Regions from separate parts of the Mus musculus genome. Here regions 1, 2 and 3 are each linked to region 4. The links are chromatin contacts, called in public Hi-C and promoter capture Hi-C maps. All regions are on one chromosome and are shown on one strand. The core of a region is the stretch at or near the end of the contact, and the rest is flanking DNA. Distances in the headings are between cores, read along the strand shown. Region 1 has its middle 31 kb from the start of Dck. Region 2 holds the start of Utp3 (UTP3 small subunit processome component). Region 3 overlaps Slc4a4 (solute carrier family 4 (anion exchanger), member 4). Region 4 holds the start of Gc (vitamin D binding protein).

Region 1 (6,342 bases), core at 2,854-5,353, 660 kb before region 4:
GTAAAGACAGCGCGTGATTCCCAACTCACGCTTGCTTTGCTCTTCCTAACAGATGAGAAGCAGAGTGAATCGATCAGCAGTAGGGCCTCCGCACTAGCTCAGCCATAAAGGAGGGAGGCTCAGCCCGACAGCCCACGCTCAGTGTCCGAGTTCTTGTAAAAAGCCAAATGCGCATCTTGGTACTCTGACAGAGAGATGGAAGGCAGACCTGAGGCTTGCCTGGAAGCCGATGGGCCAGTGAGCCTGGAGTATGGATGTGACTCAAGATGGATGCCCAGAATCCACGTAAAGGCGGAGGAAGAGAACTGACTACTGAAATTGTTCTCTCACCTCCACATGCTTGTGAGTCGCAGACAGACAGACAGACAGACAGACACCAATAAACAAAATAAGCTAGAAGAAATAACTGCCATGACTTTTGCATTTTCCTTGCTGTAAGTTTTCCCTACTGATCACTTCATACAGAAGAAATACAAAGATCTTTGTGTTACATCAACTTTGAAAAAGAACTGTTCCTAACTCTTAAGACAAGGGAGGAAGAGAGAGAGAGAGAGAGAGAGAGAGAGAGAGAGAGAGAACAGCAGAGAGATGGTCTGTTGGCCATGACCTGCTGTTTTGAGATTGGCTAGGAGTCCCTATTTGGCTGCCTTCCCCCTTCTCATTTGGCAACTCTTGAGCCTGCATCCTTCAGAAGATATTAGGAGCTGAAAAGGAGGGAAGGTGGACTTCTTTGATTTTTCCAGACATCATTGCTGAAAGGACATCACTACAGACCGTCTGAAGGGTCCGGACTGTAAGTATAACCATAAGCGTTTTTATTTAGGGTAGTAGACATCTGCAGCAGGAAAGACATGGTGTATGTCTATCTACCTTTCTGTCTTAGTAGGGAGTGACGACGGAACTAGGAATCTCTGTCTTAATTTGATTTCCATTTATTATCAAGGGAAATACATTCAGAGAAAGATGCAGACACCTTCCATCTACAGGTTCAAATATTGCATGCGTTTTTATGGCCTTTTATGATCAAATACATGGAAAGAAAGAGAAACGTCACGAACGGCATGGGAAGAGCACCTGGAGAGAACCAGTTTTAGGACTGATGTACTAAGTTAGATGAATTCAAAAGCAAATATGTAGAAGGTAAATAGAGAAATCTAATATCCCATCTGCTTGCATAAAGGGCGTGCTATGACACTGATCAGTTTTATTTGTAGTTTGTAAGGATATGCTTTGAATCATTTTTGTTAGAAGTCCAAATCTCTATTATCAGGCATTTATGCACCAAGTCTGTGGTTCTATTTGCCTGTGTTGTTATTTCACTATTTTTTCTTTGCTGATAAATGGTCAAATTATCATAGCTGAATAATTTTGTTATACAAATTAATAAATGTTCAGTGCTAAATATTTTTATTATAGTTGATAATATTTGGTATTTTAATATGCACACAAATTTGTTAATTTAAGGCCAGTCCTATTTTAAGCTGTACAATTATTTTGAATAATTGTGTATTTAAGAAGATTTGACTTTTTCATAGCTTTCTCAAAATTGGTAATTTTTTTCTCCTCATTAAGGGCTTGAGAAAGGCTCATTTTGTTAGCTTAGTCTTAAGTATAGTAAAACCATTAGGTGCAAAGTATTACTTACTTACTTACATTTGTTATTAGAAACTCAATGATACATAAAGGAATAAGCATTCAGAATAATGTCAAAGCAAAGATAAAATTTCAGGTGTAACTTTCTTGTAAAGAGAGTACAGGGACTGTTTATAGAGTGGTTTGTTACTTAAGGCGTCTTTATATATTTTGTCATCCAGTTCTTAAATCCTTCTTTCTCAGCTAACAAAAATAGGTGATCTCTTTTGTCTGGATACATACCTGGTGTGTGATAATATAATAGTAAGTCTCCAAATATTGGCTTGACAGAAAATGAACTTATTGATGCAACTGTTGATACTGCTATGTACACATGCCTCACTACCCAGTGTGAAAATACCACTCTCAAGCTAGAGCTGAGTTCTTATATTTATTTTCATCATGATCTTTGCTTATTTGGTCTTTAGTTACATTTGTTAATTCATGTAACATGTAACTACACGTTGCTGCTGCTTAATTGGTCTGTAAGATCGTGGTAGATATGAATGGTGTTTATCCACCACCGAGTCCACTGCCATTGTCAGAGCATCATCCCTGGATGGGAATAAGAGTGCACATTATGAATTATCGGACCACAAAACCAGGAGTTTGGCTTTGCGACCGGTGGATGATGGATGCGATTTATACTTGATTGAGGTGGGAGTTGGGCTGGAGAGAGTGTCTTTTCTGTGGCTATGGTCAGTGGGAAGGCTATGCACCATGATACTTATGATCTGGGGCAAACCCAGAAAGATGTAAAGGAGAATTTGCTGTATCCCAGAACAAGGGACAAACCCAATTTCCCCCAGTTCTGGGCCTTTGAAAATATTTCCTGACCTCCTGCGCTTCATTAGCAGACTCCAACTCCTCCCTCAGTTTTCAGCTGTAGTTTTCTCCACGAAACTCTGGCCTAAGGCTGAATGAAGTGTCTCTCTTCTGTGTTAACCACAGCACCAAATACGCTCCTTCTTGCCACACATTATAAAATTGTGCTGTGCTGGCCTATTTTCATTATTGTTGTTTCTGTTTTTTTTTTTTTTTTCTCCTATGTGTGTGTTCTCTACTGATGCAAACTCCATGAAGATGGGGCTTATAGGTTTTTGTTACCATTTTACCATAAGTCAATAACGGGTAATCAGTTTTTGTTAACTCCATAAATGAAAGGGGAATAATGAGAAAGTAGAAGACTCTGAAGGTAATTGTCATCTACTGAGTATCTGTGAAGTGAGTCGGCCTTCACAGATGTTAATATTTAATCCTGGTAACAGTCTAAATAGGGCCACTGAGGTTCAAAGGACTTCACTTGGTGAAGTGACACTGCTTTGATTTGTTTGAGCCAGAATCTCGGAATGGAAAGCCTTTTTCTTCCCACCTGGAAACACTGCCTCTCTCACAACTTTATCTACGTAAATGGTTACAGGGTGAAAAACATCTGTATTCTCTCTAATAAACTTCTAAGATAGGCATTGTCGCCTGATTTATAGCCAGTGAAAGGCATTGTTTTTTTTAAAATGAGATACCCTAGATACAAGTGCTTTGCTTTGCTCCAATCTCACAGCTGCCTCCCTCTAGAGGACTCGCGCCTCCCCACAGTGAGACGGAAAAAGGTTTAAAGATTTCTAAGAGTCTTTCATGACAGAAACGACTCCAGAGAGATACACCTCAGAAGGGCTGGGATAATTTCTACATTTTCTTTGTCATTTTTCCTTCAAGAAAGCTGTTAACAAACTTGGGAATAATTGCTATTAATACTATCAAGTTCTCCCCCCCCCCCTTTGGTGTCTGATTTATTGATGGTTTCGTATCGCTGCGAACTCATTCAGCAGACTGTCCACGCAGTCCACTGCAGGATGATCTTGGATTTGAGGCAGGTCCTTCTGCTCTGCCACTGGCCCTCTCGGAAGCAGCTTGTCTACCAGTAACCTGGCTTTCCCGCAGTCCTTGGACTGCAGCTTCTGGCAGGAGGATCTAAAGGGCTTTCCCCAGAGGTCGTTGACTTAGGCCACTGTTGGCCTGACTTTCCTTTGCTCTTTACCCTCCCTGCGGTCCACTTCTGTTGAGAGGAGAGCGATCCGGGTTGCGATGTGGATGAGGAATGTCTGTTTCTGACAGCAACAAGCACATTTGGTGTGCAAAGGAACATAAATGCATTTTCTGGGTGTTGTCAGCCTGCTTGGCAGCTGCTTTAACACATAGAGGTCACAAAAAGGAAAGAATATGTCTTCCTAACTTCAGACATGTGTTCCAAGCAGATTTCAGTTCCCTGAGACCACAATGAACCAAACTTTCATTGTAATTTCTTAACATAATGTTACACTTAAATGACTTAAAGGCCAATTGCAAATTTGAGAAGAAATTGCTCTAAATCAAATACAATGCTTCCTAATATACATTTCGGCCACTGGTTCTTTTGTTCGGTGTCTTAGTGCTCTCTGTAAATGTTTGATGAAGCCACAGTTCATTATTGACTTTTCTTTGATCTTCCCACTAGTTAAAAATATTTGTGTTTCTGCTTTCCTTGTGACTTTGCGTTTGTGTTGTCTGGCGCTGGAATTTTCTGAGCTTGTGGGGGAGAGAAGGAGAGGAATGTGGATAATGTAGGCCCAAGTAGGTTGCGGCTGGATAAAAAGAAATCCTAGGCTAGCTTTTTAACAGTGGAGTTATAATTTATATAACGATTGTGAATTTAAGCTGAGATTGGTGGTACGTGCATGCTCAAAATCCAGTACTTGGAGGCAGAGGAACAGGGATCCAGAGTTTGATGTCATCTTGGGCCACATAGTGAGACCCTGTCTCAAAAAAAAAAAAAACCACCCAAAACCCAAAATAAAACGAAACAAAAAACAAACCAAATGAAACCAAGCACTATGAATATAAAACAGATTTTACACACACACACACACACACACACACACAAACAATAACTCAGCAGAATAATTTTAGTACCATACAGGTACCCAAGGGCACCTTCCTGGGAACAGTGAGCTACCAGAAAAGCCACGATGCTGAGTTTTGTCACTGTAACTTGGTGGTGTTAGGATCACCACACTTTTTTTTTATTGAACATCTAAAAATTACATTTACACATATATTTTGGAGTTGGGTGGGACAGGTGAGTACCCCGGCATGTGAACCGAGGTCAGAGGACAACTTGGAGTTACTTCTTTCCTTCTACCTCATGGACCCTGAGAATCGAACCCTGGTCAGCTGCCTTTACCACTTGAGTCTTGTTTTGTTCCAAAAGTGACATAGATCTTTTTCTTTTCATTTTATTGGGCAAAGTAAGTTGTATGACCAATCGCCAATGCAAAGGGAACTATAATACTACTCTGAGCCCACATAGAGAAAGACTGGATCCCCCCCTGCCCCCCCCGGCCCCCGAGACAGGGTTTCTCTGTGTACCCCTGGCTGTCCTGGAACTCACTTTGTAGACCAGGCTGGCCTTGAACTCAGAAATCAGCCTGCCTCTGCCTCCTGAGTGCTGGGATTAAAGGTGTATGCCACCACTGCCTGGCCAAAGACTGTTTTTTAAGATTAACATGGAAGAGGGATACCGTCTTACAAGTTTGATTTCTAGCAATATGATGAGGAAGATATTTGGGCTTCCCAGTTGTACTAAAAAGCAACCAAAGTTCTGAGTAGAATGTAAAACAATTACCGAATACTTTCATAAACAGAGAAAAAAAATCCCACTCAAGTCAGAACGACTGAAAAAGGGACCATAGAGACCAGGCTACAGAGTGGCCTCTGAGCTTTGGTGTAGTATGGGGTAAGAGGCTGAGAGCCAAAGTTCTGAGAAATCTTTAATAAACAGATCTGTCTACGCTATGAACAGCTTTCTTTTGCTGCCTCGGTTGCTGAGTAAGTTTCAGGCAGTCTGTAAATAGGTAGCTCATGGGGAAAAGGGACTAAGAGAAGAAATGGGTGGGAATGGATATGAGCAAGATACCTTGTAGGCATGTATAGAATTCTCAAAGAGCGAATAGAAATTCCAAAGTAACTGGTTTATGTTGTTAAATTTTGGTAGAATGACATGACTGGCACCTAGATTTTAATGTTCTCATCCAACAATATAAGAAACACATTTCCTCAATTTCCATAGTTTGGGGCTCAGTAAAGGCATTTCAACAAACAGTGATTACTTTTAACGTATCAAAATGCTATTTTCTATACTATTGAATAGAAACTATATGCATATTTCATAAAACAGAAAATCCATAAATGGACATACTATAACATCAACTATCTCTTCTTAATTTCCTGGTCATTGTTGCCTACCCAAAAGATTCATGAGTATAAGCCTTCCCCCACAAACACAAAGCATAACCAATGACAGTATTCGCAGCTCACTGTTTCTCCATGTAACTGCACATTACTCTAAGAGATCATTTCAAACTATGTGGGTTTGTCTTACCCTTGAAAGGCTGTATGTATGTGATTGAATTTTATACATGTATCCCACTTGTTCTATTTTGGTATTTCAGATACTTCTGAATACATACACATGTGTGCACACAGACACACACACACACTGACTCAGAATACACACTCACACAGTCACTCACAAATATATACACTCACACGCATAAATACATACTCATGCACACTTTCTCACACACATTCACACACACTCATTCACACACACTCATTCACACATACTCATGTACACTCATTCTATCACATATATACACACACACTCACACATACATA
Region 2 (6,807 bases), core at 1,332-3,831, 900 kb before region 4:
AAAATGGGGCTCAGAACTGAACAAAGAATTCTCACCTGAGGAATACCGAATGGCAGAGAAGCACCTGAAAAAATGTTCAACATCCTTAATCATCAGGGAAATGCAAATCAAAACAACCCTGAGATTCCACCTCACACCAGTGAGAATGGCTAAGATCAAAAATTCAGGTGACAGCAGATGCTGGCGAGGATGTGGAGAAAGAGGAACACTCCTCCATTGTTGGTGGGATTGCAGGCTTGTACAACCACTCTGGAAATCAGTCTGGCGGTTCCTCAGAAAATTGGACATAGTACTACCGGAGGATCCAGCAATACCTCTCCTGGGCATATATCCAGAAGAAGCCCCAACTGGTAAGAAGGACACATGCTCCACTATGTTCATAGCAGCCTTATTTATAATAGCCAGAAACTGGAAAGAACCCAGATGCCCCTCAACAGAGGAATGGATACAGAAAATGTGGTACATCTACACAATGGAGTACTACTCAGCTATTAAAAAGAATGAATTTATGAAATTCCTAGCCAAATGGATGGACCTGGAGAGCATCATCCTGAGTGAGGTAACACAATCACAAAGGAACTCACACAATATGTACTCACTGATAAGTGGATACTAGCCCAAAACCTAGGATACCCACGATATAAGATACAATTTCCTAAACACATGAAACTCAAGAAAAATGAAGACTGAAGTGTGGACACTATGCCCCTCCTTAGAAGTGGGAACAAAACACCCATGGAAGGAGTTACAGAAACAAAGTTTGGAGCTGAGATGAAAGGATGGACCATGTAGAGACTGCCATATCCAGGGATCCACCCCATAATCAGCATCCAAACGCTGACACCATTGCATATACTAGCAAGATTTTATCGAAAGGACCCAGATGTAGCTGTCTCTTGTGAGACTATGCCGGGGCCTAGCAAACACAGAAGTGGATGCTCACAGTCAGCTAATGGATGGTTCACAGGGCTCCCAATGGAGGAGCTAGAGAAAGTACCCAAGGAGCTAAAGGGATCTTCAACCCTATAGGTGGAACAACATTATGAACTAACCAGTACCCCTGAGCTCTTGACTCTAGCTGCATATGTATCAAAAGATGGCCTAGTCGGCCATCACTGGAAAGAGAGGCCCATTGGACACGCAGACTTTGTGTGCCCCGGTACAGGGGAACGCCAGGGCCAAAGGGGGGGAGTGGGTGGGTAGGGGAGTGGGGGTGGGTGGGTAAGGGGGACTTTTGGTATAGCATTGGAAATGTAAATGAGCTAAATACCTAATAAAAAATGGAAAAAAAAAAAAAAGAAAAAAAAGACAAGACCCCATGTGGTATGCATAATCACGACTTTGTATATCCTTTTAAATAAGGAAGCTGACATAAAAGGTCATACATTTGAGATAGCTTAGGTGGTAGCCCTGTCTACTAAGCTTGACACCAGTTCGATTCTCTTAGACCCATATGTCACTTCTCCCATTTGACTGAGTTTTCTGTTTGGTGTACCCGTGCGCCCTCCTAAACCACAAGGTCTCCTATTTTGGCCTTTATCTCTTTTCCTTTTCCTCTTCTTCCTCTTCCCTCCTCTTTCCTCCTCCCCACTTCTTCTCCCCTTCTCCCTCTCTCCCCTCTCCCTCTTCTTTCTCTTCTCCTCCCCTCCCTTGTTAAATCTATTTTGCTCATTTCCTTCCTTCATTCTCCTCTCTCCTCTCCCCTCCCTCCCTTGTTAAATCTATTTTGCTCATTTCCTTCCTTTATTCTCCCCTCCCCTCCCCCCCCCCATCTCTGCCTAAAACGCTGCCACGGAAGTTTGGTGCTTGATCAATGTTGAAGAACACAACAATGAATAATCATTAAATGTTGCAACCCAATTCTATACATAGGAGGCTGTCCGCGGCTGACAGCCTCACAGTTTTCCAGAACGTCTAGAAAAGCGAAGCTATTCCAGTAGAAGGACACCGCGCGTCTTTTACTCTTCCCGGTTACATCGTCCCCAAAAAACCCCGAAGTCCTCTCTCGGGTCGCCTAAAAGCAGAGACTCGCCGCGCGGGGCCCGGAAACGCGGCGCCTACGGTAGCAACTCCCAGGCAAAAACAGAGAAAAGCACCAATCCGGGAGGCTGAGGCTGACAACATGGCGAGTCCCGGCTTCAGAAGTCAAGACAGACAAAAAACAAAACTAAACAAAACACAAACAAAACCCTGACTAACTTCCACTCTGGCAAACGGAGAACACGAAACCGTGAGCTGGGCAACTATCTAGCGTGGCCCAGTGGGCGCCCTGCCGACGCGTGGGAACGTAGATGCCCCGCGCCCTCTGTCGGCCGCGGGCTGTCTCGCGGCGTCCCTGGCGGGATTCCGGCTTCACGCCGGAAGTCACCAGAGAGAGAGAGAGCTCGGAAGTAGCCACAAAAGGATCCGCGGAACGGAAATATCCTTGGCCTAGCGTTCCTACCCGGAAGTTTTCATTCGCCGGAACCGACTGGTTTTTAAAAAGACACGGCGGCGGGATTACGCTGGGGGGGGGGGGGGGAGCGGAAGTTTAGGCGCGCGCGCTGCGCGGAGAGCACCCTGGGAGCGGAAGGAAACAGGCCTTTCCCAGACTCTCTGCTCCGGTGGTCACCGACTTGGGTTCGCGGAGCGTGCTGGTGCTGAAAGCCTCCGCTTGCCGGCATCATTCTGGGCGGAGGTCAGAAGTGGCGGAAATCGCGGCGTCGCTTGGGAACCCGGGACCGCTGGTGAGCCATGGTGAAGAAATCACGGCGGCGTGGAGCGGCTCAGTGGGCCGCCGTGCGGGCCCAGGCAGGTCTCACCGCCACGGACGAAAATGAGGACGACTTGGGGTTGCCGCCCTCTCCAGGGGACTCCAGCTACTACCAAGACCAGGTAGATGAGTTCCATGAAGCGCGATCTCGGGCAGTCCTGGCCAAGGGCTGGAACGAAGTCGAGAGTGGGGAGGAGGATGGCGATGAGGAGGAAGAGGTGCTACCTCTAGATATTGATGATGGAGATGACGAAGATGGAGAGAGTTCGGAGGAGGAGGAGGTTGGAGAGGATGATGACGGCGGAAGCTCCGTGCAGAGTGAGGCTGAGGCCTCTGTGGACCCTAGCTTGTCCTGGGGTCAGAGAAAAAAGCTTTATTACGATACGGACTATGGTTCCAAATCCCGAGGCCGTCAGAGTCAGCAAGAAGTAGAAGAGGAGGAAAGAGAAGAAGAGGAGGAGGCACAGATAATTCAGCGGCGCTTGGCCCAAGCCCTGCAAGAGGATGATTTTGGAGTCGCTTGGGTGGAGGCCTTTGCAAAGCCGGTGCCCCAGGTAGACGAAGCTGAGACAAGGGTTGTGAAGGATTTGGCTAAAGTCTCGGTAAAAGAGAAGCTGAAAATGTTGAAGAAAGAATCACCAGAGCTCTTAGAGCTCATAGAAGACCTCCAAGCCAAGTTGACAGAGGTGAAGGATGAGTTAGAACCCTTGTTACAGTTGGTGGAGAAAGGGGTCATTCCAACTGGAAGAGGAAGCGAATACCTGAAGACTAAGTATAATCTCTACTTGAACTATTGCGCCAACATTAGCTTTTATTTGATCTTAAAAGCCCGGAGAGTCCCTGCACATGGACATCCTGTTATAGAAAGGCTTGTTACCTACAGAAATCTGATCAACAAGCTGTCGGTTGTGGATCAGAAACTGTCCTCTGAAATCCGTCACCTCCTCACAGCCAAGGATGGTGCTGTAAAGAAAGAAATGACTCCAAAAGCAAAATTAACCAAAACCAAGCCCAAGTCTGTAAAGCAGGCTGCTGCTGTTGCCCTGACTGATGAGCCTGATTTTGATGGGGCTGCTCTCAAGTACTATAAGGAAATGGAAGACAGGCAAGAGTTGAAGAGAAAGAAGGAAGAAAACAGTGCTGAAGAACAGGCTCTCGAAGAACAAAATGCAAAGAGAGCCATTACCTACCAGATTGCTAAAAATAGGGGACTTACACCCAGGAGAAAGAAGATTGATAGAAATCCCAGAGTGAAACATAGGGAAAAGTTCAGAAAAGCCAAAATCCGACGACGAGGCCAGGTTCGTGAAGTTCGCAGAGAAGAACAGCGGTACAGTGGTGAACTCTCTGGCATTCGTGCTGGAGTTAAGAAGAGCATTAAGCTTAAGTAAAGTTGCTCTTTGGCCTAGCTTTTGGCAATTATTTTAGGTCAATAAAAAGTGTTTTGAAGTAAAGTGATTGTGTTTGTAATACCTATTTTTTTTTCTTTAAGTTTAAAATTTGTTGTCAGCAGGGAATTAGGGGTTGCTGCTTTGGGCTTTGTTGGTTGGTCTTTTGTACTGGGTGCTGAGAACTTGAACCTGGAGCCTGTGCATAACTAACCAAGCACTCATACAAGTGAGCTGTCTCCAGCCCGGGGTTGCTACTTTATTCATCCATTAAAGTCCTACTAAGAATTGTAATTGGAGGGTAAAAAAACTGTGTAATATTTTAGCACATTAGCCTAGAAAGTTTCCCCACCTAGTTGTGCAGTGTTAATGAAATTAACACTTTAACACTTTTATATAAGTTTTCATGTGGAGACAATGAAAACCTTTGACAGTCATGGGGGGGGGGTTGTTTGTTTCTTTTTTGTAAGATAGCCTGCAAAAGTGATCTAACAGATTTCAATTATAATTGTAATTCTTGGGACAGAATATTTGTACATATGCATTTACCGTGCATCTGTGGTAAAAAGCAGCTTTGGTTAAATGTGACAGAAAGGATAATTGCACCAATTGTATTTTTTTAATAATCCTTTTTATGGTAACTAAGGTAGAAATTCCATATCCCCTCTGCTGGTGATTGGTGGTGGTTGCTATTTGATTCTCAGTTTGCTGGGAATTTTAAGGTTAAACTTGCTCTAAGCAATTGTCTACTCTCTGTACAAAGATGATGTGGTTGTAATAGTCACGGATAAAGACGCTACAATTCTAAGTTGAGCTGATTTGGTGGGTTGGGGCCCTTGTTCTGCAAACATGCAGACCTGAATTTGAGTTCTAAACAACAACAGTTACCTGTGCCTGTAGCCCCAGTTTTGGGAAGAGGAGATAGGTAGATCCCAGTAACTCACTGGCCTGCCAGGCTAGCCAAAAGCAAGCTTCCAGCTCAGTGAGGGACCAATCAAGGCAGAAAGGTCAGAGGAAGGCACCAAGGTACCCTGCTCCTGCATGAGTGCATTTCACTTGGCCCTATTATCCACATTTTGAAAATGAGGAAATTTGGAGCAGAGAGAATTAACTTTGTCAAAATCACAAAGCTTTTATGCATCACAGGCAGGATTTCAGCCCAGCCTTGCTAGCTTTAGAGCTTAACTCCTTTTCAGATGAAGTAGAAAAGCATACATTTTGAAGTTTCCTAGGTGATTTTGAGTAAATCGAGTTTCATTTTCTTCATCTCTTAGGATAACTGTTAGGATACCAGCAGACTGATTAGACCACTTGAATTTTAAACCAAAGTCTTATTTAGTAGCTATGACTTTAAACAAAATACTTGGTGTCTGTGTGCCTCCGTTCTATTTTTGTTGGGTAAAACCAGGATAGTGGGGCCTAAGGATGTAGGTTTTAGTGTAATGCCTGGTTTCCAGGGAAGCCTTGGGTTAAGTCCTCAGTCCTGCTTATCTCTTATGATAGACGTGGGGGCCAGCTTATATAATTCCAGCTTGATTATTTGTTGTTTCTGGGTTTTTGGGGTTTTTTTTTTGAGACAGGGTTTCTCTGTATAGCCCTGGCTGTCCTGGAACTCACTTTGTAGACCAGGCTGGCCTCGAACTCAGAAATCTGCCTGCCTCTGCCTCCTCTGAGTGCTGGGATTAAAGGCATGCGCCACCACGCCCGGCAATTCCAGCACTTGAAATGCAAGTGTCAAGATGAGAAGTTTTTCAGGGATATTCAGCAGTTCAAAGCCAGGTTGAACTGGCTAAGAGTAGTGCCTACTTTGGAGGACTTAGGAGAATTAAGTGAACTGATACATGAAATATTTAGAACATCTGTTACATAGGTGTCACCTAATGAGTGTTGTGTCATCGGTACCAAGTTAATGTCCTACATGGGACTCCTAAGTGAAATGTTTCCTTATTTAGCCAGCTTCTGTGAGCCCCAGATGGCTCTGGCTTTAACAGGCACTCCAGGAGATTCTGATTCAGATGGAACACTGCAAAGTCCTAGGCTGAGCATACAGTTTATAATAGTAGGCTGTTAGCTACAAGAATGAGGTAGGAAACAAAAACTGGATAGTACTAGAGAAACTCCAATCAGTGGAGTTTTTTCCTCTAGAACTATAGAAGAAATCACAGTTTATACCTTGTCAGTAAGTAGTTCAGCTCTATGAAACCAGAAGCCCATAGGTTTGGCTAAAAAATAATAATTAATTTGGGGTGGAGGGGACTGAGAGTTCAGTGCTAGAGCGCTTACCTAGAGCGCGGTCAATCCAAGAACTGTAAGGCAACCACAGTACAACTGAAGGGTTGGAAGGATGGTGCAGGAGGACTGTCATAAACACATAGCCTATATTAAAGGCCTACATGGTGATGTGCACCTTTAATCACAGCACTCCAGAGCCAGAGACAGGTGAATCTCTGACTTCATGGCCAGCTAGGTTTACAGAGCAAGTTCCAGGACAGTCAGGGCTACACACACAAACCCTGTTGAGAAACAAACAAAAAAGGGAAATTAGACATACTGTGGGAATATTTTGTTGTTTTTGGGTTTTTCTTTTGTTTTGTTTTTCGAGACAGGGTTTCTCTGTACAGCCCTGGCTGTCCTGGAACTCACTCTGTAGACCAGGCTGGCCTCGAA
Region 3 (7,190 bases), core at 4,141-6,640, 530 kb before region 4:
GAAGAGTGCAGAAAATAATACAGGTGTATAAAAATTGGATTTCTATAAAGATTGAATTCGATAGTAATGTTGCACTTTGTACAGTGTTTGTCACAGACCTTGGTAAGTGGTAAGTACTTGCAAAATGATGCGAACCAGTAGATGAGAAGAGCTCAGGTGAGGACACATCTCCGTTACTCTGCCAAGTAGATGTATTATTAAAGAAACTCCTAATGACTTATGGTTAGACCTAGAAATGACTGAATCTCTCATCTCTCATCAGAGACGCTTCTATTTACAGTAGATGGTAAATAACAGAGACATAGAACTGGCCAAGTTGCGGAGAGCAAGAGACTGAAGGATGTTCATATATATACTGCACCACCCCTCCAGAGGCTCAGAGGTTGTTATGGAAGAGGGTGGGATGGACACTGTCTTCTGTAGACAGTAGGCCAGCTGCACACATGAACTCACAGTGGGTGTGACGGCATGCACAGACCCTCGGAAGCCAAAGTCAGACCGCACGCCAGCACAGAGAGGGGTGGGCATGAAGTTTTACCCCTGGCCGAGGAGCTATTATTGGCAATTAGATGCTGAGACGGGGAGGGACAGCTTCTTTTCCTAAGAGTCAAGCACACTCCAGTAGAAGGCCACACATCCAAGACTATTTGGGCAGCCCATACTGACCTTGATGGAAAGAGGAGAAAGACCAACTGCTGAGTGGTAGGAAAGGGGTGGATTTGGGAAGGGTTGGGGGAGGTGGGATTGAGTGTTATCAACACACGTAGGAAGTTGTCAAGGAACTAACTGAAAATAAGGTATAGAGGAGAGGTAAGCCTTTCAGAAGTGATTGAATAATATAGCATGCCACGTACGTAAATTGTAGAGACCCTCTGAGAGCCGAGAGGCACCCTTACTTGGTCTTCACTTCTACCCCTGCTGTCTCTATTTTATGGGGAAATCTCGTCTTGGGGGAGGGAATCAGAGCAAAGGATGGACATCTATGTGTATGACGATGCCATAGTAGAACCCGTTATTTCATATGCTAACCACATTTAATACTCAACTGGTTAAAGGAACGAACAGCTCGGATGTTCTTAATATCTGCTCCATCAGCACTATACAAGTCAGTCAGACAAACTGCAAGTGTCCAGATTGAAATAATGCATGGATAATTCTTAACATGTTGCCTGGAACGTATTAAGAGCTTCACTGAATGCCGGCAGCCATGCTATTGCCAGTCTGTCGGTTGTTCGGGATGGAAGATGTGAACTGTAGAGCTGCAATAGTGGTGAGAGTGGGGGAGGGGAAGCACTTCTGCTGATGTCAGTTCTGTGTGTCAGAGGTGACCAGGGCAGAGGCTATACCGGATCAGGTGCCATGTGGCTGACTCCCAACCTGGTGTCCTGAAAAAAAAAATCCCTGCTTTTGAGTCCCTACCCATCTGCCATCTTGAATCTAACCTGAGGTTAATATCCATGAATCTAAAGTAAATGTTGATAGAATCATAGACTGACATGAATGTCAATGTGATATGGCATTTACTTATTGGTGCAGCCAGTGGCCTATCTACTACAAATAACTAATCACGGACTGAGCTGAAATGTCTAGAGCTTAAGGTTTACTTTGGCATGTCAACTCTTTGTCCTACTTGCAAAGTAGCTGCCATGTAGCTTCTTGGTAGGTGTATTTGTACACATTGTGGGATTTTAACTCGTCCAGTTGCAGGTCTGAGGAGCAGGGCTGAGCCTCGCGCTGACTTCTTATGTGGCTTCTGGGTATCTGATGTGCTAATTAGAGAAGTACATCCCATGCAAGCTAGGGAAGGCAGTAGCTAAGGTGTGTGTGTGTGTGTGTGTGTGTGTGTGTGTGTGTGTGTGTATGTGTGTGTGTGTGTATGTCTGCTGAGCCTCTTCTTCTGGGTTGAGTAGCTTATAGTCAACAGGAAGGTCCTTATAAAGAAGAACCAATGAATGATACTCAAAAGGAGGTAGATGCTAAATTGTTTTATGAATGAGTGGGTTGGGAAGGAAAGCTTCGGATGCCAGTGGCACAAACTGGAACGTACTGGTGTGGGGAGATAGGAAGCTCACCATCCACTCTTGCTTTAAGACTAGCATTGTAGAGAGCTCCCTTGACTGGAAGGTGCCTTCTTCACATGATGGGCTTGCAGCTATGCCTATCTGTTTCCCCATCATTATACGTGGTAGCTTCCTTTCTCTCTTTTCTTTCCTTGGCTACTGGCTGTGGAGAATGGCCACTGAAGAGGAGGAAGGGACAGTAGAGGGACATGTCCACTGCTGTGCTTGGCCCTAACTTCTCTCGTGGAGCAGTACTACCTGTGTCATCTTGCCTGACTCCTATCTTAGGACCTTTCTATTCCCACCCCAAACTCCTCGAAGAGAGACAGTTCAGAGTTAAGGGTTTAGAGAGAAGCCTCTGTCTTCTGCCTGGCAGGAAAAATCTTAAGAAGACATTGAAAGAGCAGGTGCTTCAGGCAACATGAGACCCAGGAAGCCCATTAAACATTAAACGTGAGTGTAGACTGAGTCCGGGGAATGTCCTCAGCACCAGGCTGTCATTCTCTGGTTAGCATGGGTGTCCTTCCCAGCAGTCTCACCGATAGCATGCTATGTCCTTGCAGAGGACTCTCCCTTTGGATCCCAGTGGCTTTCTTATCCCTAGAGCCCATATGGACCTCTTGCCATTTCAGGCCTTGGCTTTTGTTAAATAGTCTGGTCCAGACTGTCAGAGCTCAGGTGGCAACCTGGGCACAGAGCTTGGGAGGCCCTGCCCCAACTTGGAGAAGATTCAAGGGGAGAGTTCAAAGGCACACATGCGAACCAACTCTCGTTGGGACGGATTTCTAGCCCTTGGTTTATGGATTATTCAGATCTTAGTATCTTATCTGGTTCCTACAAATTTCGTGTAGGAACATTACGATGAATTGGACTTGGTTATTTCAGGGACTTATTTAACCAGCATGAACTGCTGTAGGCTTCTTGGAAAGAGATGCTGAATGGGGTTTGTTCACTGTCCAAAGACACAGTTACTAAAGAGGTTACGCTCAGTGTCGCTCAATTCCATCTGCACCTAACCACCAAGCAAAATAATATGTCCAGGATGATAAGTGAATACATCTTAGTTGGAATTTTGACTCAGTTGTAGATTGGAAGGCATAGCTGAGGAGAAATAGAGAAATTACTTTTGGAGGACAAACCCTACACTTGGCCAGTTTTGCTCCATGTTGATTAGCGCTTTAGAAAACTATAGCATAACTTGTATTTCCACTTCTGGAGTTCAAGGAACTCTTCAGATCTACCCAGTTTTATTCGTCTTCTCCTCTCTCTGTCTGCAGTCTGTATGTTTTTATTATCTGTGTAGATCCATGTTCCTGTCACCATGGAGGATAAGATGCAGAGTTAAGCTGGGACCACATCCATTGCTGTACCACTCATTCATAGCCACCAACACTCCCGTCTCTAATCCCAAGAAACTTCAGGTCGGGTCCTTTATATGGAAAAGCTGTCATTCCAGAAGTGTTATGTAAATGAATTGTACAACATCTGAGTCTTTGTCTTAGCATAAGCCCCTATAGATACATTGTTTTAGTGTGTGAATCAGTGGCTTCTCCTTGCTTACCACTAAGCCATAGTCCATGATATGGATGAACTATAGCTTTTAAACCATAACCATTTGCCTATAGAAAGGTACTTGGGCCAGGTCTAGTTCTTAGCTATTAGGAATAAAGCTACCATGAACACTCACAGACAGGTTTCTGTATGAATGTAAGCTTTCATTTCTCCGGGACAAGTGTCCAAGAGTACAAAGGAACTTGTAAGGCAGTTTGTAAGTCTAGAATTATGTGCAGCATGCTCCTGCTCTGGGTTGCAGTTTTACTTTTACTTTAGCCTAAAATCTGATTTCATGTGGGGCCACGTTTCCCTGGCCCTCGGCCTGTGTCAATGACCAGGCTGATTAGGGAGCTCCTGAGTTGGGAGGGCGGCTTACTCTACATGTGACCTGTTGGTCTGTGGGAGACAAAGCTGTGATCAACCACGTTTGTCAGCTTTGCTGTGCCGATCTCTCTCTTCCTTTTCTTAATATATCTCTCCAGAGCTTCAGCACTGTGCATGGTTAAGCCAGTGACCACCGTTGTTCTTCCTCACTTCCTGTGGGGACACAAGGCCCCCCAGGGACCTCTGTGAACTTGGGAAGGGAATGGTTACAAACTTTCCTTCCTTCTCCTCTTGCCATCCATCGGCTGTAGTGAACACATGTTGCCAAAAGATGGCAGTGCACTTTACAGAGCTGAGATGGCTCTGTCACCCAGGACTCTGACAGCTGTATGTTGCTCTTTATATACACCTCGCAAATACGGACAGCACATTTTACAAAGTAACAAAAGCACCGATAAAAATGCTGTTGGTTAAAAAAAAAACAAAAAAACAAAAAACAAAAGAAAACATCGTGTTTGCAGCGAGCTTATAATAAAGAATGATTCTCTACCTCTTAGAAGTGAGGAGGACAGGGGAACATTGTTTAGGCATTTTTGTGCTGTTCTGGAGTAGAAATCTGTGGTGTGCTATGTTCTATCTTTTATCTGACTTAAGGTCAGCCAAAGAGCCGGGAGAGCCTAGTTTTGAGGTTTGAGCTTTGTGATACCTTTAGACTGTAAGCAAAATTCCCCAGCAACACTGTTCATAATTACCACAACAGCAATGGCTGATATAAAAGTCTTCACTCTCGGTATTTTTCCACGTTTTATACATATCTGTGCCTCAGGGCATGTGAGTGCAGAATTGTTTAGCATATGCTGGGTACAGAAAAGCTTCTATAAATGGAGAGGTGATGGGTTCATTGGATGTCATCAACAAACCAAATGGCGAGGATAGAATATAATGTTTAAATACAAGGTTAACTAATAAAATTGAAGCTGCGTGCACTGATTGAACCAGTGATGTCAAACTCTAGTTTGGACATGCTGACAGCCGGAGTCATTCTGCTCCCTGGTGCCACCTCTGGAAGCAGGCAGAAGTCCCTGACAACAGAGACTGTGGGGGAGATAGGCTGGCTCTGGATACCGCTGGCTGCCAGCTCTAGCACAGCCCCTCTATACTGTGGAGAGCATGCTGAGGTTAAAGTGTTCGTTCCACAAAATAGATGCCACAATCCGAGGACACGCAGCATAACTGTCATTCCCGGGGTGACAGGGAAACAGGTGGCTCCAACTCAGGCAGCAGCCTTTTTGCTAGTGCACCTCTTGGCAAAAGCCCCAGGCTAAGAGAGAACTGTGCTGCATGAAGTTCTAACTCTGAAACCAGATGCTGTTACCATAGAGACGAGTGAACTGCTACCGTGGGAGGCGCGATAGGGAAGCATGGGAGAGGGAGACAGGAGGGCAAGTGAGGCGAATCTAAAGGCTAGCATACCCGTAGACCTTCAACCTTTAACAGCCCTGGGACTAGCAGGCTGGTGCTCTTGAAGCTTGTGCGCTGGCGGCCTGCCACTTGCTGACTGGCTGAGTGGCAGCTGCTTGCGCTGTGAGTACTAGTCTGCGAGCACGTTGGCAGTTGGCAAGGGCTCAGGGGGGGTGGGATCTCAGAGGGCTGGAATGTGGATGGGTGCTCTGGGCCTAGTGGCTGACAGTTTTGCACAAATGTTTCTCGTGCCGGACTTAAGTCACCCTCACAGGCCTGCTCCGTGATTAGGACCGGCTGGTGAGAACCTGCCCATTTGGCAGATGATTTGACATGGGTTCCAGTTAAAGCATTTTGCTATCCCAGAAAAATGGAGATTTAGAACCCCCTCCCCCCACCTTTTCCCCTCACCATGGGTCTGGACTTGTATAGAAGGGGTTTAACTTCTCCAATCAGAGGCCATGTGATATGAAGCTTGCCCTCCCTCACCCCTGAGGCTGGTAAGGAGCTTCCAGAGCCACTCTGCATTTTGCCTCACGCTGGCTATGTGAGCAACAGTATGCTTCCTTCTCTGATTTCAGCAAATGCAGGGCACGTGCGAAGGACATTTTAAAGGACAGATTTGGGGGCCTGATTACGGACTGGATGAGTTAATTTCTTCCTAGTGATTTATAGAGGGAGGGGGGAACTGGTTAGGTCAGCCACTTTACATGGTATCTCTCTCTGTCTTACTAATAATAGCCAGCAACTGCTAAGAAATGTAAGGCTGAATAACTGATATTTGTCATGTAAAGAGGAGGGACTGCCTCTGCCCCGTGCAGAAGGCCAAAGGCATCAGGATGACTTTGCTCTTGAGGAAGAGGAACGCCGCCAGGCTGTGTGCTTTTGCCCTGTTTCACTCGCTCCTTTTTGGCAGAGAAGAGGCCTATTTGTGGGCATTCTGTATGAGCCGTCAGAGAAAACGAGGCTCTGATGACTTGCTATGTATAGTCTTGACGGGAATGTGAAATATGCACCAAAGAGCCAAGGAATGCACCCAGCGTGACCCCCACTCCGTGCTCAGACGGTGGGGTTGGGTTGTTTTCTCAACTTGGCCGGAGGGCTTGGGTGCTGACCTTTTTACCTTCCCTTCCAATCTCTTGGGTTTCTTGCTTCCCTTTTGCTTTACATGTGGCATATAATTTTTGGAACAAGCTTCGATATCTAGGTTTAGAAAATATATCAAGAGACAACAGGATGCTTTAAGATCCTGCCTGATGGATAAGAGGGTCCAAAATGGCGTCTACAGTCGGTTGTGTTGGACTCAGCATGCTGACTGACCTGGGGTTAGTTCTATTTTCCGGAGGGAGGATAAAAAAAAAAGTTAGGGTACATGCAGTGCTCTGGGATTCTGTCGTGCTTCTGAGGAGTTTAGGAAAATGTTCTCATTGCGACGTCCTCCTTATCTGTGTGCACAAATGCTGGGTAGCCGGTGGCTCCTTGCACTTTGGACTGTTCCCTGAGCACCAGAAGATGTCTTCGAGAAGGTAGACGTGGTTTGTGTGTCCCTGGTGTCTGGAAGTATGCAGGGTGCACAGTAGATACTCAGTTAATATTTACTCTCCTCCTCACTGGAGGAAGGTAAAAAACAGAAGAAGGAACAGACGAGCACCCTCTCTGTTCCTCTCTCCCCCAGCACCGAGAGTGGCCTGTTTCAAGGGGGTCTGTAATAGGCACCTGCATCCTCCCTATTGGCCAAATCCAACTTTGGCTTTCCCATCTCCGTCCTTCTCAGTTTTCCGGTGGGCTTGT
Region 4 (6,718 bases), core at 802-3,301:
TTGTAAATGTATTTTACATGGCTCTGGGTCTTGTCTGGTCTACAGGACACGGGCTATACGACTTGAGGGAACTGATTTGATCTCTCTCTCCCCTCTGCCCCTCTCTCTGCCCCTATCCTTTCCCTCTCGCTTCATTTGTTTCCTTTGGGACTATGGCTGCTGAGAATGTGAAATAAAGGTGGGAGACTGCCTTTATGTCTGCAATTTTGAAGCTGACCCAGGGGCTGCCTGCTGAGTCCAACCCTAGCACACCCTGGGATTTTTGGTTTTGGAGACTGAGTTTGAACTTGCTTCAGTAGCATATCTCAAGGTTATATGTATCCCCAGACACTTACAAAGGCGCTTTCAGGGCTGCGTATGGCACCACCGCTTACATAATTCATCTATTCACTAGTACCTATTTTTCTAAGATTTGGTAGTCTCCACTCAGGACTTATAGCTGTAGTAAGCATATGCAGATGAATAAAAATGAATTTAACATAATTTAAATAACAAAATAACTCACATAAAAATGTGAATGCAGGGACTAGAGAGATGGTTCGGTGGTTAAGAACACTCACTCGCTGCTTTTTCAGAGGAACAGGGTTCAATTCCCAGCACCCACATGACAGCTCACAACTACCTGTAACTCCAGTTCTAGTGGATGGCACTCCCACACAGGCATACATGCAGGCAAAACACCAACGCACATAAATTAGAAATAAAGTCAAGACTGAGTTTATTCTTGCCATCATTAATAAGTGATAATTCCCAGGGAGGCATATACTGCTGGTTAAATGTGTTATTACTATAAATATACATGAATGGTTTGAATGCTGCTGTCAAGAAAGAGTACTAAATGAACATCTTAATTTGACAAATCAGAGTGTGTGCAGATGCCCTTATAAGCATCAAAAAATAATCCAGAGATGAAAATTATTCAAAGGGAAATCTATAAAATAACACCTAAACTGTACAATAAAAGGCTAAATTAGGGTTTAGAGATCATCTGGAAAAAAATCAATGGAAACATCTCTGGAAAGTTTTCCAGTTGCAGAATTTATGAAGTTACACACATGTCCTGTGACCTGCTAGCACTGTCGGAAGCCTCAGAACACTGCAAAGGCCAATGTCCCAGGGCAAGGGTGATTTCCATGAAACACCACCCCTGTTACCTTGTTTATTATTTTATTTCAGAGATACTAAAGTTTCTTATTTTGTGTGAGAGGTATTTTTAAAAACTCTCGTTCCTTGCAACTGCTGAAGAGTACGATCCTCTAAGGAGGATCAAAGAGCTCTCTCAGCTGGCGTCTTGTACCACTGACATCGTGATGATACCAAGGAGGGTAAGCATTTGGGAAATAAAAATGCTTAGTTGTGTACCAGAGGCCCCGGTTGCATTATAGATCTTACTTATCCAATGTGGGGAGGAAAACTGAAAGCTTACATAACCCTACTTTCTTTTAGGAGTTGTTTTGCTTGTTTTCAGATGGTCTCGGGCAGCCCAGACTAGCCTTGAACTCCCTATGCAGCCAGTTCACCAGGGAAACTTGAAATCCCAAGATCCTCCCACTCTCACCTCCAGTGTTCTGAGGTTGCAGACATGCACCGCCATACCTGCCTCTATCTTTAGTGAGCTACTTATTTCTTATGTGTGGGGAGCATTTCTTACTAATGCTACATGGCCCAGCTGAGCTCAGATCGATCCCTCTTTGTTCCTTCTTTTATTGTCTTCTAGAGCATCCACTATTTCTTCTGTTAGTTACTCTTCAAGTTTTAAAGTGGCACTGGGAAATTAAATTAGCAATAGTTCTTAGTGAAAAGAGGAGCCTTACCTCTCTCTAGAGCGTGCCCAAAGGCTAAGGCCAGCAGGAGAACCAGAACCCTCTTCATTCTGCGACCAGAGAGTCTTGCAGCACCTCCTCTCACCTGCCGGCCACCACGCAAAAGGCAGGAGCACAGGATTTGCAAACGATCCTAACTAGAAACTCATCAATTATTAATCTCTGCCCAGAAGCAAGGGACAATCAGCCTTGTTCCCAAAAATAGATAGTAATATCATCATAAGGCAAATAGATACCCCTGGGGAATATGGAGGAGAGTCTGGGAGGTTTTAATCATTAACTTTGTCACTGGGAAAAGCCAAGGCATGTGGATACTTTCCCACTGCAGTTTTTCCATGGCATCTACTTAATGTACCAGTAGGGGTACACTTCCCTATTCTATATGGAGGAAAAGATATGTCTATGTCTTCTCTGGGTACTCCCTACCACTCCTATGTATTGATGGAAAAATTGGGAGCTGTGTTTCTTCCTTTCTTTTTCCTCCTGTTCTCCCTTTCTTTCTCTCTTTAAATCTAACACAAATAAGCATTATTTTAAAATATCACAGATTAGATATTTTAAGTTATGAGTAAAGAGCAAGAAGCCAGTTAATTTATTGCAATTCTCTAACTCCATGAATTTAATGTCATTAGGTAATTGTGGTGACATCATGCCTTATATCTATGTGTTACAGTGCACTATTGAGTATATGTTTAGAATAGCTCTTGAGATGAGAAAAATAATAGATGGAGAGCTTCAATGGCTGGCTTACCATTGCACATGAGCATGTGAGTACCCACCACACACACTCACACACACGATGTGATGTAAAAATCTTAGGACCACTGCAGATCAGTTAGAGATCCCTCTACTACCATGTGTTTGACATATTTTATAATAGCATAACTAAAAAATTCACAGGGACCTTTTAGGACTTGATATCTTGCATCTCTATCTTAGAAAAGAGAGTCTTCCCTCATGTGAATCCTGTACCTTGCCCAGAATGTCAGATATTGATCTTACACTGACATTGGGTCCTCAGGTTCAGGAACCACAGTCTTAGCCAGCTCTTATTTCTGAATAATATAGATTTATTTCTCCTCTCTAGACCCATTGTTCAGTTGTGAACTCTTAGGGGGGGGGTTGTTGGTTTATTTGTTGTTTATTTATTTATGTATTTATGTATGTATGTATGTATGTATGTATGTATGTATGTATGTATGTATGTATTGCTCTTCCCTTAGTGTGGGATTAAGATGAACCATGTGCCGGATATCTAATGCATGTTTGCACGCATTAATGTTCTTTCATTTCTCCTAGTTATTCTCCCTGACTACTCATGTTTCCAACATCTGAGGATAGCATAGGAACCACGGAAATCTACATTCCATTTGAAGATTTAAAATTCAACCCCATGTCTGGGCTCTTAAAGATAGGTGCCTGAGAATGCCCTTACCAATCAATTCAGTGGTTAAAGATTAGCTGTGCAGACAGAGTCCACCAACATCTCAAACCACAGTAAACAGTTACCTGCTTAGTCAGATCAACAACTGTATGGGAAGTGAGTGGGTGTTAGGTTCAGTGGTGTAAGATTAAATAGGAACTATTTCTTTAAAAGCCAGTGGAACCCACACAGCAGAAGATATCAACAGAGGCCACAAGCATTGCTGAAGACACACAGGCAGCTTCCTGCTCACCCACTACCTGCGTTCTGTGTAAAGGTTAATTTCATGTGTAATACAAGCCTGCATGATTTTCTTTCCCTTGCGAAAGTTAATTTAAAGGAAGTTTTATTCTTAACTACAAATATTTGGAAACAGATGTCTCAAAATATCAAAACCACCAAGAACACACAGATTGGTACAATTGTTAACAGGTTTGTATATTTTTAATGCCAAGATTACACTATAAATATCATTAGAATCTACATAGTATCTCAGTCATGTTCTCATAATTTGTTTTTTAAAAGATACATTTAGACTGTTTTCCATGAGTGCTTGCAACAAAATTTAAGACTAGCCCATATCTATTTTTTTTTTCAAATTATAGCTCTATCTGTGTTTTGGAAATACACTCTTGCTGTTTAATGATAAACTACATGTTGCAAGAATTGCAACATCTGAATTAGGCACATTCTTGAGAAATCTCCACACAAGCTGCCAAAAACAACTTTCAGGGATGCATCTGTCTTTTTCTAACTGAAGATCAGCACAAATGCACCCATTTCAGTCTGACCTTGGTGTCTCTTCTTACTCTTCTACTGCTGTCCTAAAGTAGAGCAGAAATACACAAAAGTGGCCTAAAGGACACCTTGTGTGACAATTGTTAGTAGTAAATCTAATGTGAAGAAAACTGAGACCAAATCAAACTTCAGAGCCTGTAATAGAACAAGCATTGTAGAAACTGATGAATTTATTGTAGAGATACACATTTAATTAAATATTTAGGTAGTGGACTTGTACAGGCATGTTCTTTATATAGGTAATTTATTTAGGAGTGAAGATGGCTCCAATGCTCTTATCTGACCTTTGTGGGCACTTGCACATATGCCACACACACACACACACACACACACACACACACAAATTCAAATGAATAAATCTTAAACATCTTATCAAAAGTGGCTTCTCTTTTTTCTCTGTCCTTCTCTTAGCTTCAGAGGAAACGTAGACTCTTGTCCTCATCAGGGGAAGCTGGGAGGAGAGAGGAAGCAGCAGGGCCATTCTTTAGTTCTTCCTGCTGCATTTCTCTTTTCTAAATGGCTCTCAGGTCTTGCACTCTGAACTAAACCAGTGTCTCTGGCGTCTGATGCTGCCAAAGACTGCAGGGAAATGCCCCAATACCTTACTCCAGTAGAAATGACTTCTTCCTGGGAGTTCATCTGCCTTGTGACCTGTATTCTATTAAATTTGCCATCAAAATATTTGTCTGATAACTGATAAATTGGATAATAATATTTTAAATAATATCCCACATTTAAAATGTATCTACCACTCCATAAGTTATTATTTAGAGTGTTGAGTCTAGTTAGCAATTTAGAAATGCCTAATGACTAACAGTGATGATCACTTGTAGTGTGGCTGATTGCTAAATTCTATTTTAACCTAACTGAAATCTTGTGCCCTTTGAGCAAAGTCTTGGTCCCAGTTCCTCCTCCCCCAACTCCATCATCTGGTACCCATAACCTTTCTATTCCATTTCTATAAGGCTGGTTTAGTTTAGCTTCTACATGTAATAGTGACCTCACAGTGTTTGTCTATAAATGCCCGAATTTTAGCACAAGGCCCTTCAGGCATCAACAGTGCAAATGATTCCATTCCTCCTCCTCCTCCTCCTCCTCCTCCTCCTTCTCCTCCTCCTCCTCCTCCTCCTCCTCCCCCTTCTCCTCTCTCTCTGTCTCTCTCTCTCTGTCTCTCTCTCTCTCTGTCTCTCTCTCTCTCTCCCTCTCTCTCTCTCTCTCTCCCATCTCTCTGTCTCTCTCTCTCATACATACACTTCTCACATAGATGTACATTGTATGTACATACATATGCAAATAAATATATAATCACATATATACATATGTGAGTGTATTTCCTTCATTTGTTCAGGGATGGGGATTTATTTACCTTGCTTGCATATCTTGACTAATGTGGATAATTCTATAATAAGCACAGAGGTACTGGTAGCTCTTTGAGACACTTCAGGACTTTAGATTGTGTACCTGATGTGGCAGATCTGGATCCAATGATCAATGTAGTTCTGTAGTTTTAGTTTTGAGACTCTTCTGTGGTACTTTACATAATGGCTGAACTAGTGAACAATTCCCACCAGCAAACAGTATGTACGAGTTCCCCTTTCTCCACATCCTCAGCAACACCTTTTGGCATTCATCTTTTTGACAATAGCTATCTGGACAGGACAGAGTTGACAGTAATACATTAGGAGTTAAGATAGATAGATAGATAGATAGATAGATAGATAGATAGATAGATAGATAGATAGATAGATAGATAGATTGTAGATGTAGATATAGATATAACTATGGAGAGAGAGAGACAGAGAGAGAGAGACAGAGAGAGAGGGAGAGAGAGAGAGAGAGAGAGAGAGAGAGAGGGAGAGAGAGAGAGAGAGGAAGAGTGCAGTCTGGATTTCAGGGTGTTCTTGTGAAGTCATTTTCCTATCCTTGCCCTGTGTGAGACGTTACAGAGCCATTTTCTCATGGATTCTTCTTTATCACTGGAGCTTATTCGAGATAAGTTTCTATGCCTGGTAGTGAAAAGGCTTCTAGCTAGCCATTAAGTCATTCTATTACTCTATTACTGACATTTATCTAAAACATGGAGAAAACACTGCTAACATCGACCTATTGGAAGCCTCTCAAGCCAGGGTCTGGGTGTAAAGTTCTAAGGTTGCCACTACGGTTAGACTCTTGGTGTCTGTCAAATGGAGTGACATGAGGAACAGCTTTCCTGGGCTTTCTGCAGTCTTTGTTCACAGTCTTCTTGTCTGCCTTTCTGTTGTGTATTTTTGGTCCCTATCCTTCAACAGAAAAATCTTTAACTGATTCATTTAACATATATTTAATTCATCCCACTTTGTGTGCGATAACTAACATGTGAGCTACTGTTATTAAAGACAAAAAGGCCTCTTTTTCTCTTCTTTCTTTTCTTCTCTTTTCTCATGGACCTTCAATCTAGGTAGGAGCAAGGGCGTTGGGAACACGACACAGAGCACACCTAATCTGGTATTTTCTTTCCTTCCAGAGTCTGTGATCTTTCACCCAAGCAAGAGCTTGTAAGACATCTTTATACTGTTCTTCAAAATATTGCATTGCATGACACTGCCCCAAAGGTAGGAGAGTTCATTTCCTCCACATCCCGGTTTTACTTTTTATAATATTATTCTCCCTGGGTGAGATGGTGTGTCTTTGAGAT

What was found. Promoter capture Hi-C pulls out the DNA fragments that hold promoters and counts their contacts. A called contact is a pair of places that touch in the nucleus more often than the background predicts.
Region 1: a contact with region 4 is called in a Hi-C map of liver, with 2.6 times the contacts expected there. The contact joins the enhancer-like site here to the promoter of Gc in region 4. A contact is called at or near these places in 13 of 39 promoter capture datasets (the 3T3-L1 cell line, 3T3-L1-derived adipocytes, the C10 cell line and 8 more), 2 of 484 Hi-C or Micro-C datasets (liver and myeloid progenitors), 3 of 115 datasets of contacts at active chromatin or transcription factors (embryonic stem cells and hepatocytes) and 1 of 9 other capture datasets (embryonic stem cells).
Region 2: a promoter capture Hi-C map of liver shows a contact between it and region 4, with 4 times the contacts expected there. The contact joins the promoter of Utp3 here to the promoter of Gc in region 4. A contact is called at or near these places in 2 of 39 promoter capture datasets (hippocampal neurons and liver) and 1 of 115 datasets of contacts at active chromatin or transcription factors (embryonic stem cells).
Region 3: a promoter capture Hi-C map of liver shows a contact between it and region 4, with 2.5 times the contacts expected there. The contact joins the enhancer-like site here to the promoter of Gc in region 4. A contact is called at or near these places in 8 of 39 promoter capture datasets (the 3T3-L1 cell line, embryonic stem cells, frontonasal cranial neural crest and 4 more), 2 of 484 Hi-C or Micro-C datasets (both in liver) and 3 of 9 other capture datasets (embryonic stem cells, liver and pancreatic islet).

What each region holds. Positions count from the first base shown.
Region 1 is chr5:88,793,203-88,799,544 of GRCm38.p6, forward strand. It overlaps a transcript of Slc4a4 not described here. Among named protein-coding and RNA genes, the nearest start is that of Dck, 31 kb to the left of the region's middle. Within about 2 kb of position 4,104, at least 8 of the 459 cell types and tissues checked have an H3K27ac peak or open chromatin away from gene starts, as enhancers often do. A contact at or near this core is called in hepatocytes and liver, where this site is marked.
Region 2 is chr5:88,551,881-88,558,687 of GRCm38.p6, forward strand. Utp3 (UTP3 small subunit processome component) reads left to right here and starts at 2,582. Exons shown (of 1, transcript NM_023054.2): 1 at 2,582-4,210. The coding sequence starts at 2,734. The coding sequence ends at 4,143.
Region 3 is chr5:88,924,446-88,931,635 of GRCm38.p6, forward strand. The region is part of intron 1 of Slc4a4 (solute carrier family 4 (anion exchanger), member 4); the gene reads left to right. Among named protein-coding and RNA genes, the nearest start is that of Slc4a4, 41 kb to the left of the region's middle. Within about 2 kb of position 5,391, at least 131 of the 459 cell types and tissues checked have an H3K27ac peak or open chromatin away from gene starts, as enhancers often do. A contact at or near this core is called in liver and pancreatic islet, where this site is marked.
Region 4 is chr5:89,455,847-89,462,564 of GRCm38.p6, forward strand. Gc (vitamin D binding protein) reads right to left here and starts at 2,052. Exons shown (of 13, transcript NM_008096.2): 1 at 1,815-2,052. The coding sequence starts at 1,872.